Regions from separate parts of the Sus scrofa genome. Here all the other regions are linked to region 1. A link is a contact called in public Hi-C and promoter capture Hi-C data. All regions are on one chromosome and are shown on one strand. The core of a region is the stretch at or near the end of the contact, and the rest is flanking DNA. Distances in the headings are between cores, read along the strand shown. Region 1 holds the start of TPRKB (TP53RK binding protein). Region 2 holds the start of MOB1A (MOB kinase activator 1A). Region 3 holds the start of BOLA3 (bolA-like protein 3).

Region 1 (2,596 bases), core at 34-2,533:
CCAAGGATCGAACCCGCAAGCTCATGGTTCCTAGTTGGATTCGTTAATCACTGTGCCTCCACGGGAACTCCGATAATAGTTTTTAAATTATAGTTGATTTACCGTGTTCTGTCTATTTCTGCCTCACAAAGTGAGCCAGTTATGCATACATACATTCTTTTTTTCACATTATTCTCCATCATGTTCCATCACAAGTGATCATATATAGTTTCATGGGCTACACAGCAAAATCCCATTGCTTATCCATTCCAAATGCAGTAGTTTGCATCTGCTAACCCCAAACTCCCAGTCCATCTCCCTCCCTCCCCCTCCGTCTTGGCAAGCACAAGTCTGTTCTCCGTGTCCCTGAGTTTGTTTCTTTTCTGTAGATAGGTTCATTTGTGCCCTATATTAGATTCCAGATATAAGTGATAGGGTATTTGTCTTTCTCTTTCTGACTTACTTCACTTAGCATGAGAGTCTCTAGTTCCATCCATGTTGCTGCAAGTGGCATTATTTTGTTCTTGTTTGTGAAAAGATGGTTTTGACTCCCAGGTGGCGGCTGCATGATAGGAGGGCAGGAACTGTGAGCTGAGCACTTCTAGGAGGCCAAACTGTGGATGTGAGTTGGTGGCCCACTGTGGTGGCAGTGGGTATGGAGAGAATTGTATCCGTCAAGATATTAAAAATTGACAAGGAGTTCTCCTGTGGTGCAGTGGGTTAAGGATCTGGCGTTGTCACTGCAGCGGTTTGGGTCCCTGCTGTGGCCCGGGTTTGATTACTGGCCCCTGGAACTTCCACGTGCTGTGGGCAGGGTGAAAAATAAAATTTAAATTGACAAGACTTTTGGATTAGATATGGGATTTGAGTGAGAGGTCAGTATCCAGCAGTGACTCGAAGTTTCTGGACTGAATGAATTATGTAAAAGAAAAGCAAACTATTCTGACGTTTGCTAGAGGTCCTTTTTCCCCTCATGTAAAAACAAAAACCACATTTTTTTTCTCTCTGGTTGTATGTACTCATTATATATTTTGAGTACTCATTGTAGAAAATTCAGCACATAGAAAAATATTTATAGGAGACCTTAGAAATTGCCTTCAATTCTACTGCCCAAGATGGCCATATTTTGGTGTACTTCGTGTTTTTGTTTTCTGGGTGCATCTTCTTTTATAATTGGGTGTACATTTTATCTTTCTGTATTTTTTTTTCCATTGGACCTTGATTATGACTGAACTGCTGTGTGCCAGGACGTTATTCACAAATGTTCTTTTTTTCTTTTGTTACAATAAGAAAAAAGTCAGATGAAATTCCAGCAGGTCAAAGGTAATTTTTCGTTGTATTTTTCTTTCAATTTTGTGTGTGTGTGTATGTGTACCTTTTTTAAAAAACCCACAATTTTATGTTTTGATTTCCACATCAAATGTTTTAGTGTTATTTATTGCTGTTTTTATACATCCTTAAGTACTCTTCAAGACTACAGTTTTTAGTGGTTGTTTAGTGAAAACAAATCCTGTTACTAGTTCTTTTCAGCTTTTACTGTTAGGATAATGATAAGGACCTCTTGTTACATAAACCTTCAGATTGCCAGTTTATTCTTTGAGAAAAATGCTGTAAATGGAACCTCCTAGGTAAAAGGATAAAATGAACCTATCAAATTGCCTCACCCAAATATCTCATTAGGACTGATTGAAATTGTTTTAAAGATCAAATTTTTGCAATGCTTTGTTTTTCTGTGCAAGGATATGTCTTTGTAGTTATTTGTCATGTTTCTCTTATGTCTTTGTATATACCCCGTCCTTTTCTTGTTCAATTTATGTCTATAAAGGGCCAGTATTATTAAAGCATTGTGCCCTCCCTGCTTAAATCCCCATGTGTGAAATGAGTTCTCTGAGTCATGTCATACTTTTCCTCTGTAAGATTATTTTCTTCTTTCGTATTTGTGTCTAGGTGCTGCTAAAACATAAATCAAATGGTGAGATAAGAAAACTAAAAAGGCTAAGAAGTTGGAGTGAGGTTTCATTAATGCTAAAAGTAACCTGTGATCTAAAACATTTTTGGTAATCTGCACCTAGTTGTCTATTGGGGAAACGGCATCTCATCCACGGATCAGAGCCGGACTTACTGCACAAGCAGGGGATCAGGTGGCAACCTTGATCCTTCGCCAGGAATGGTAAAGGAAGCTAGAAACAGCAGGTTTAGGAAGACAGTATACTGTGAGAATGCCAGATGTGTTTTCGGGATAGATTTTTCTATTTTAACACTTTTATATGTTCTTATTAAAGTTACTTTGTTAGGGAGTTCCCAGTGTGGCTTGGCGGTAACAAACGTGACTAGTATCCATGAGGACTCGGGTTGGATCCCTGGCCTTGCTCAGTGGGTTAAGTATCTGGTGTTGCCGTGAGCCGTGGTGCAGGTCACAGATACGGCTCAGATCTGGCCTGGCTGTGGTTGTGGCTGTGGCTGGGGTATATGCAAGCAGCTGCAGCTCTGATTTCAACCCCCAGCTGGGCAACTTCCATATGCCACAGGCACAGCCCTAAAAAGCAAAAAAATATCTCGTTAAGTAAAGATATTTTTTTGTTAGTGACCTACGGTGTTAACTTTTGGTCTTTTGGTC
Region 2 (2,596 bases), core at 45-2,544, 390 kb before region 1:
GATAAATTTGTTTCAAATAGCCAATAAGCACTTGAAAAGATTCTTAACATCAGCCAACAGGGAAATGCAAATCAAAATCTGGAGCTACCACTTCGCACCCACGAGAACGGCTATAATAAAAAAGATACACAGTAACAAATGTTATCAAGGATGTGGAAATAGCAAAACCCTCAGTTATTCGCCAGTGGAAGGTAAAATAGTGCATCCAATTTAGAAAACAATCTGGCAGTTCCCCCCAAAGATAAATACATAGTTAGTATATGACCCAGTCATTCCCAGGCACATACCCAAGAGAAAAGAACACATTCATCCACACAAAATCCCACAGAGGAATGTTCCTAATGGCCTTATTCCTAATAGCCCCAAGCTGGAAACAACCACAAAGTCCATCAACAGATGAATGGATAAACAAAATGTGGTATATTTATACAATGGAATAGTGCTCATAATAAAAAATGAATGAAGAACAGATACCTGCTACAACAAGGATGAATCTTTCTATTTTTTCTTTTTAGGGCCATACCTGCGACACATGGAAGTTCCCAGGCTAGGGTTGAATCAGAGCTGCAGCTGCCCACCGGACTAGGCCACAGCCACAGCAATGCAGGATCCAACCGGTATCTGCAACCTACACCGCAGCTTGTGGCAACCCCACATCTTTAACCCACCAAGCGAGTCCAGGGATGGAACTCTCATCCTCATGCACACCATGCTGGGTTCTGACCTGCGGAGCTAACACAGGATCTCCAACATGGATGAATCTTGATAACATGATCAGGTAAAAGAAACTAATCACGAAGATTGTGCACATATTGTACAATTCCACTTATTTGAAATATCCAGATTAGGCAAACTCATATAAAAAGGTAGACTAGATGTCGCCAAGGGATGGGAGTAGGGAGGAATGGTGAGCGACTGCTAATGGGTACCCGTTTCCTTTGGAAGTGATGGGAAAATGTTCTAGAAATAGGTAATTGTTACCGCTCTACAAGTCCGAATATGTGGGAAAACCACTGAAGCATATTTTTAAAAACGGCGAATTTTATGCTGTGTAAATTACATCTCAACTTAAAAAATCAAATTAACGTTAAGTAAAAAATTTCGCACACATAGCCATCTGACATCTAGATAACTGGGACAAAATAGAGCTGCTTCAACCTGGACCACGCACATCAGCATCGCAGGCAGAGGATTCCAAGTCCAGGGCAACTTGTTCAGCGGAAGTCCCGGCGTAAAGGTCCCTGATTGGCTCAGGTGGAGGAGCCGGCCCAAGGAAAAGGGGCGTGCCGAGTCCCTCTCGGTGGGGCGGGGCTGAACGAAGCTTTCGCTCGCGAGATTTTGCTGGTTCCGCATTTCGGGTCCGTAAAGTCGGGGAGGAAGGCGAGGCGGGTGCAGTAGTTCGCACCTGCTTGCAGCGGCTTGACCCCGGCTGCGAGCTGCAGCGTCGCGGGCATCCGCTGTCCGCCGGCTGAGGACCTTCGGATCCCCCTCAGTCCCGCGCGGACTCCGAATCCTGACCTCGGCGGGGGCGAGCGGCCCCTCCCCTCCGCTCTGAGGATAGAAGATGAGCTTCCTCTTGTGAGTGTGGCCCGGCCCAGGGCTTCAGGGTTGAGGGGGCTGAGGGCCGAGGTCGTGGAGGGGGCCAGTGGGAGCCTGAGGAGAGGGCGGGTCCCGGGGTCGGGGCTGGCGTACCCGGCTCTTGCTTTGCCACCGCTCGGGGTCGCAGGGAAGCCTGGTTGTGGTCAGAGGCAGACGGAGGTGAAGGTCGAGGCAGAGGAAGCGGAGCGAGAAAGTTGGGGAGTAGGAAGGCCCCGAGGCCGGCGGCGCCGCCGAAACTTTTCCGCCCGAGTGCGCCTGAGGGCAGAGGGATGATCTAGGGGCGGAGCCATGGGCCCCGCTTGGGGCTTCCAATTTTTCTCCGGTCTCCAGCCTTTTGGTAACGATCCATACAGATTTGGCTTTTTACTCTACTATACGTCCCCCTTTATTGTCATCAGTATTCGGTTACCCCCGCGGAAAATGTGGAGTGCCGCAGTTTGAGAAGCTGAAAGTTAAGCTGGCGGCCTTGTGTCCAAATTCTGATCCAGCCCACTTTGTGAATTTGTATAATTAGCTAACTGCGTTTTAACTCGGTAGACTCTTATTTTAGAGATAACGTCTGGGCGCAAGTGCGGCTTAAATGGGAAAGTGTAACTCTGATGATTCTTAAGCACATTTAGCTTTGAGAAGCATTGCTCTAGCACCTTACGTGTTATTCTCAGGGGGCTCTTATTATTTTGCTTTAACATGTCTTGTATGAGCAAATACATATCCATTTTTAGTTATGGGCATTACCCACGTACTTGGCATTTTTTCCAAGTTTTATTAAATTACATAGTGTTTCATAACTACAGTTTACCCCATTTATTGTGAGAAATTTGGATTCTTTCTAATACTTTGCAGTTATAAAATAGCACTACTAAGAGTATCTTTGTCTAAATCGCTTTTTCCCTCTTTGGATTTTTTTTAAAGTATGATCACCATATCAAAAAATCCGATTTATATTTTAAAGTTTCCTTATTACTAGACCGTTATCTACCCCCTCCTTCCGGTCTTT
Region 3 (2,596 bases), core at 47-2,546, 350 kb before region 1:
GTTGTTACTTCTCTTGTCTGGTAAGAGTCCGTCTGTTCCCACATACTTCTGTTTCCCTAAGATCATTAATTACTGAGACCCAAGATCTAACCCTTGTGGCCAGGCTTAGATCACAAATGACAGGCTGAAAATGGCTTATGTCAAAAATCCATGCCTGGTTCTCTGTTTCCGGGACCTTCTACCTATCTGCTTACACAACCCATCCAAGTGCAGCAGTGAACATACTGATTGCATAGGCAAAATGCAAGAGTAAAAAGAGCTGGTTCATCCTTCACGGTATACCAGACCACATGCTATATGCACATACTGCTAGAGAGAGAAAGGGCTTGGTTGAATTTCTGCTTCGAACTGTCTGAAGTATTCCAGACATGGGGCAGATTTGCTGACAATCCGTCCCTGATAGTGTCAGCTTCCCCTGCATTCTCAAAATGCCAAGGTCTGTGACTCCAAGCCTCCACCTCTGCTGAGCCGTGTCCTGCAGGCACCTTAAACTGAGGCAAATTCAAAACCAAGTTAGTCAATCCCCATCATCCCACGCCTAGCCCTCCTCCATCTATCCAAGTCAGAAACCTGAGCCTCATCCCTGCCACCTTCAGCCCTGCTACTTTCAGCCGGTCACTCCAGTCCATTCCTCCCAGGTGTCTCAATCTACTCCTCCCATCCCTGCTACCAGGTCTCCCCTTGGGTCTCCCCTCTCCTTCGGAACAGAAGCTGGGACTTCTGTCCTCCTCTCCAATTTCAGCCCCCTACTGTCTCCGCTCCTCAGTGATCTTTCTAAAGCACAAATCTGACAATGACTCCCCTCTTTAGAATCCTTCCCTGGTTCCTTCCTGGAGGGAGAAACCCAAGACCCTCTGTTTTGTTTTGTGTTTTTGTTTGTCTTTCTGTCTTTTCTAGGGTCGCTCCTGTGGAATATGGAGGTTCCCAGGCTAGGGGTCTAATCTGCCAGCCTACACCTGAGCCACAGCAATGCGGGATCCCAGCCGCATCTGCGACCTACACCACAGCTCACGGCAACGCCGGATCCTTAACCCACTGAGCAAGGCCAGGGATCAAACCCGCAACCTCATGGTTCCTAGTTGGATTCGTTAACCGCTGAGCCACGACGGGAACCCCCAAGACCCTCCGTTTAACAGCAGGGTGTGGGGTGGTGAGTGGGCACAGCGGCGGTCCACTTAGGGCACCAGGGTCCTTGGGACGAGGGGAAGTCCGAAGGCTGCATGGAGCCCCGGGTACTGGCTCTGTCCCCAGCCTGGGCAGCGGAGGCTGCTCGCGAGAGAAGGCGGAGGGCGGGGCCCCGGGCGTGCGGGGCGGCTCCCGGCCTCCAGACGGCAGGGGGCGGCCTCGCCCACGGCGGAGGTGGCTCGGGTTCCGGGTTCCGCGCCTTTTGGGAGACTCGGCGACCTCGGGCGGCGGGCCGCGTCGGCCGGGCATGGCTGCTTGGAGCCCGGCCGCGGCAGCGCCTCTGCTCCGCGGGAGCCGCGGGGTGAGCGCGGGCGGGGGCCGGGCTGCTCTCGCCGGGGCGGGAGACCGCGGGGCGGGCTGCGGCCAGAGCTGGAGCACCCGCTCGCGGAGGGCGGCGCGCCGAGCCGGGGGCCTCCGCGTTCTTTCTCTCATCCGTTGGTTCGTTCATCCAGCGGGCCCGGCTACGCGTAGTCGAAGTGTCAGGCCCGGCGCGGGCTGGGGGAGCTCCCGCGAACAGGGCGGGGGTGGAGGGCGAGGGGAACGGATGCGCAAACATTCTGAATACGGCGGCCACGGACCAAGCAGTGTTGATTTACCAGAGACGTGGGAGGCATAGCCGGGAGTCGCGGCGTGCATGCCAGGGACTGTGGCTGGGTCTGGGCTCCAGAACGTCCGCCCGGCTTCTGTGACCTTGACCCTCCCCAAATCCCACACTCCCCTAGTAGCAAGCCCGCAGAGGGCACTCCCCACGCGCTCTCCGAATTTTCTCTCCCCCTTTCTGATTCATCCACTTCTTTGGCTTTCTTCTCACATTCTTTCTTCTTTTGAACCTGCCTCCCCCAGGCATGACGAGCAATTCTCCTGGTGACTTCCAGCCTGGACAGTCCGCATTCCGGAGATTTTTGTCAGTAGATTGCTAGGTTTTTAAAAGCCACTGCCTGCAGATAGCTGAGATGAGGGAAGGTTTCTCCCAAGGAGTCAGCAGTGCCAACCACCCTGACCCCTTAGTGATTGCTTCTTCCGAGCCACCTGGTTACCCTCTGCCTTTGTCCCCCAGGGCACTGGCTTCAGGAGAGGTCCTAACCCCCCCACCCCATCTTACCCAGGCCCACAACATCAAGTGTCTGTCACATACAGCACTCAGTCTCCCTCCCAAGTCAGATCTTTCTCCTGACCTGCATTTCTGCTAAGTGTTAGAATCGAGATTTCTTTGCTGGTGATCCATAGGTATGCCCTGAATCACGTGGTTCTTCCCCTGTTCATTGATTCATTCATTCATCCATCACCCACATCTTCCGGAGGGCCTGCCCTGGGCAGTTCTGGAAGACTGCAGAACAGGACAGACTCAGTCTTGGCCTCTGAGACCAGTTGGTGAAAGAGTTAGTGCACAGGGCATTTAAAGGAGGTGATC

Evidence for each region. Promoter capture Hi-C pulls out the DNA fragments that hold promoters and counts their contacts. A called contact is a pair of places that touch in the nucleus more often than the background predicts.
Region 2: a promoter capture Hi-C map of liver shows a contact between it and region 1, with 5 times the contacts expected there. A contact is called at or near these places in 1 of 5 promoter capture datasets (liver), 1 of 47 Hi-C or Micro-C datasets (skeletal muscle) and 2 of 2 datasets of targeted methods (alveolar macrophages and skeletal muscle).
Region 3: a Hi-C map of heart right ventricle shows a contact between it and region 1, with 2.9 times the contacts expected there. A contact is called at or near these places in 1 of 47 Hi-C or Micro-C datasets (heart right ventricle) and 1 of 2 datasets of targeted methods (alveolar macrophages).

The regions. Positions count from the first base shown.
Region 1 is chr3:69,237,042-69,239,637 of Sscrofa11.1, forward strand. TPRKB (TP53RK binding protein) reads left to right here and starts at 1,284. Exons shown (of 5, transcript NM_001144846.1): 1 at 1,284-1,302.
Region 2 is chr3:68,851,175-68,853,770 of Sscrofa11.1, forward strand. MOB1A (MOB kinase activator 1A) reads left to right here and starts at 1,295. Exons shown (of 6, transcript XM_021087363.1): 1 at 1,295-1,578. The coding sequence starts at 1,565.
Region 3 is chr3:68,882,151-68,884,746 of Sscrofa11.1, forward strand. It overlaps BOLA3 (bolA-like protein 3), which reads left to right and starts at 1,297. Exons shown (of 4, transcript XM_003481180.4): 1 at 1,297-1,486. The coding sequence starts at 1,433.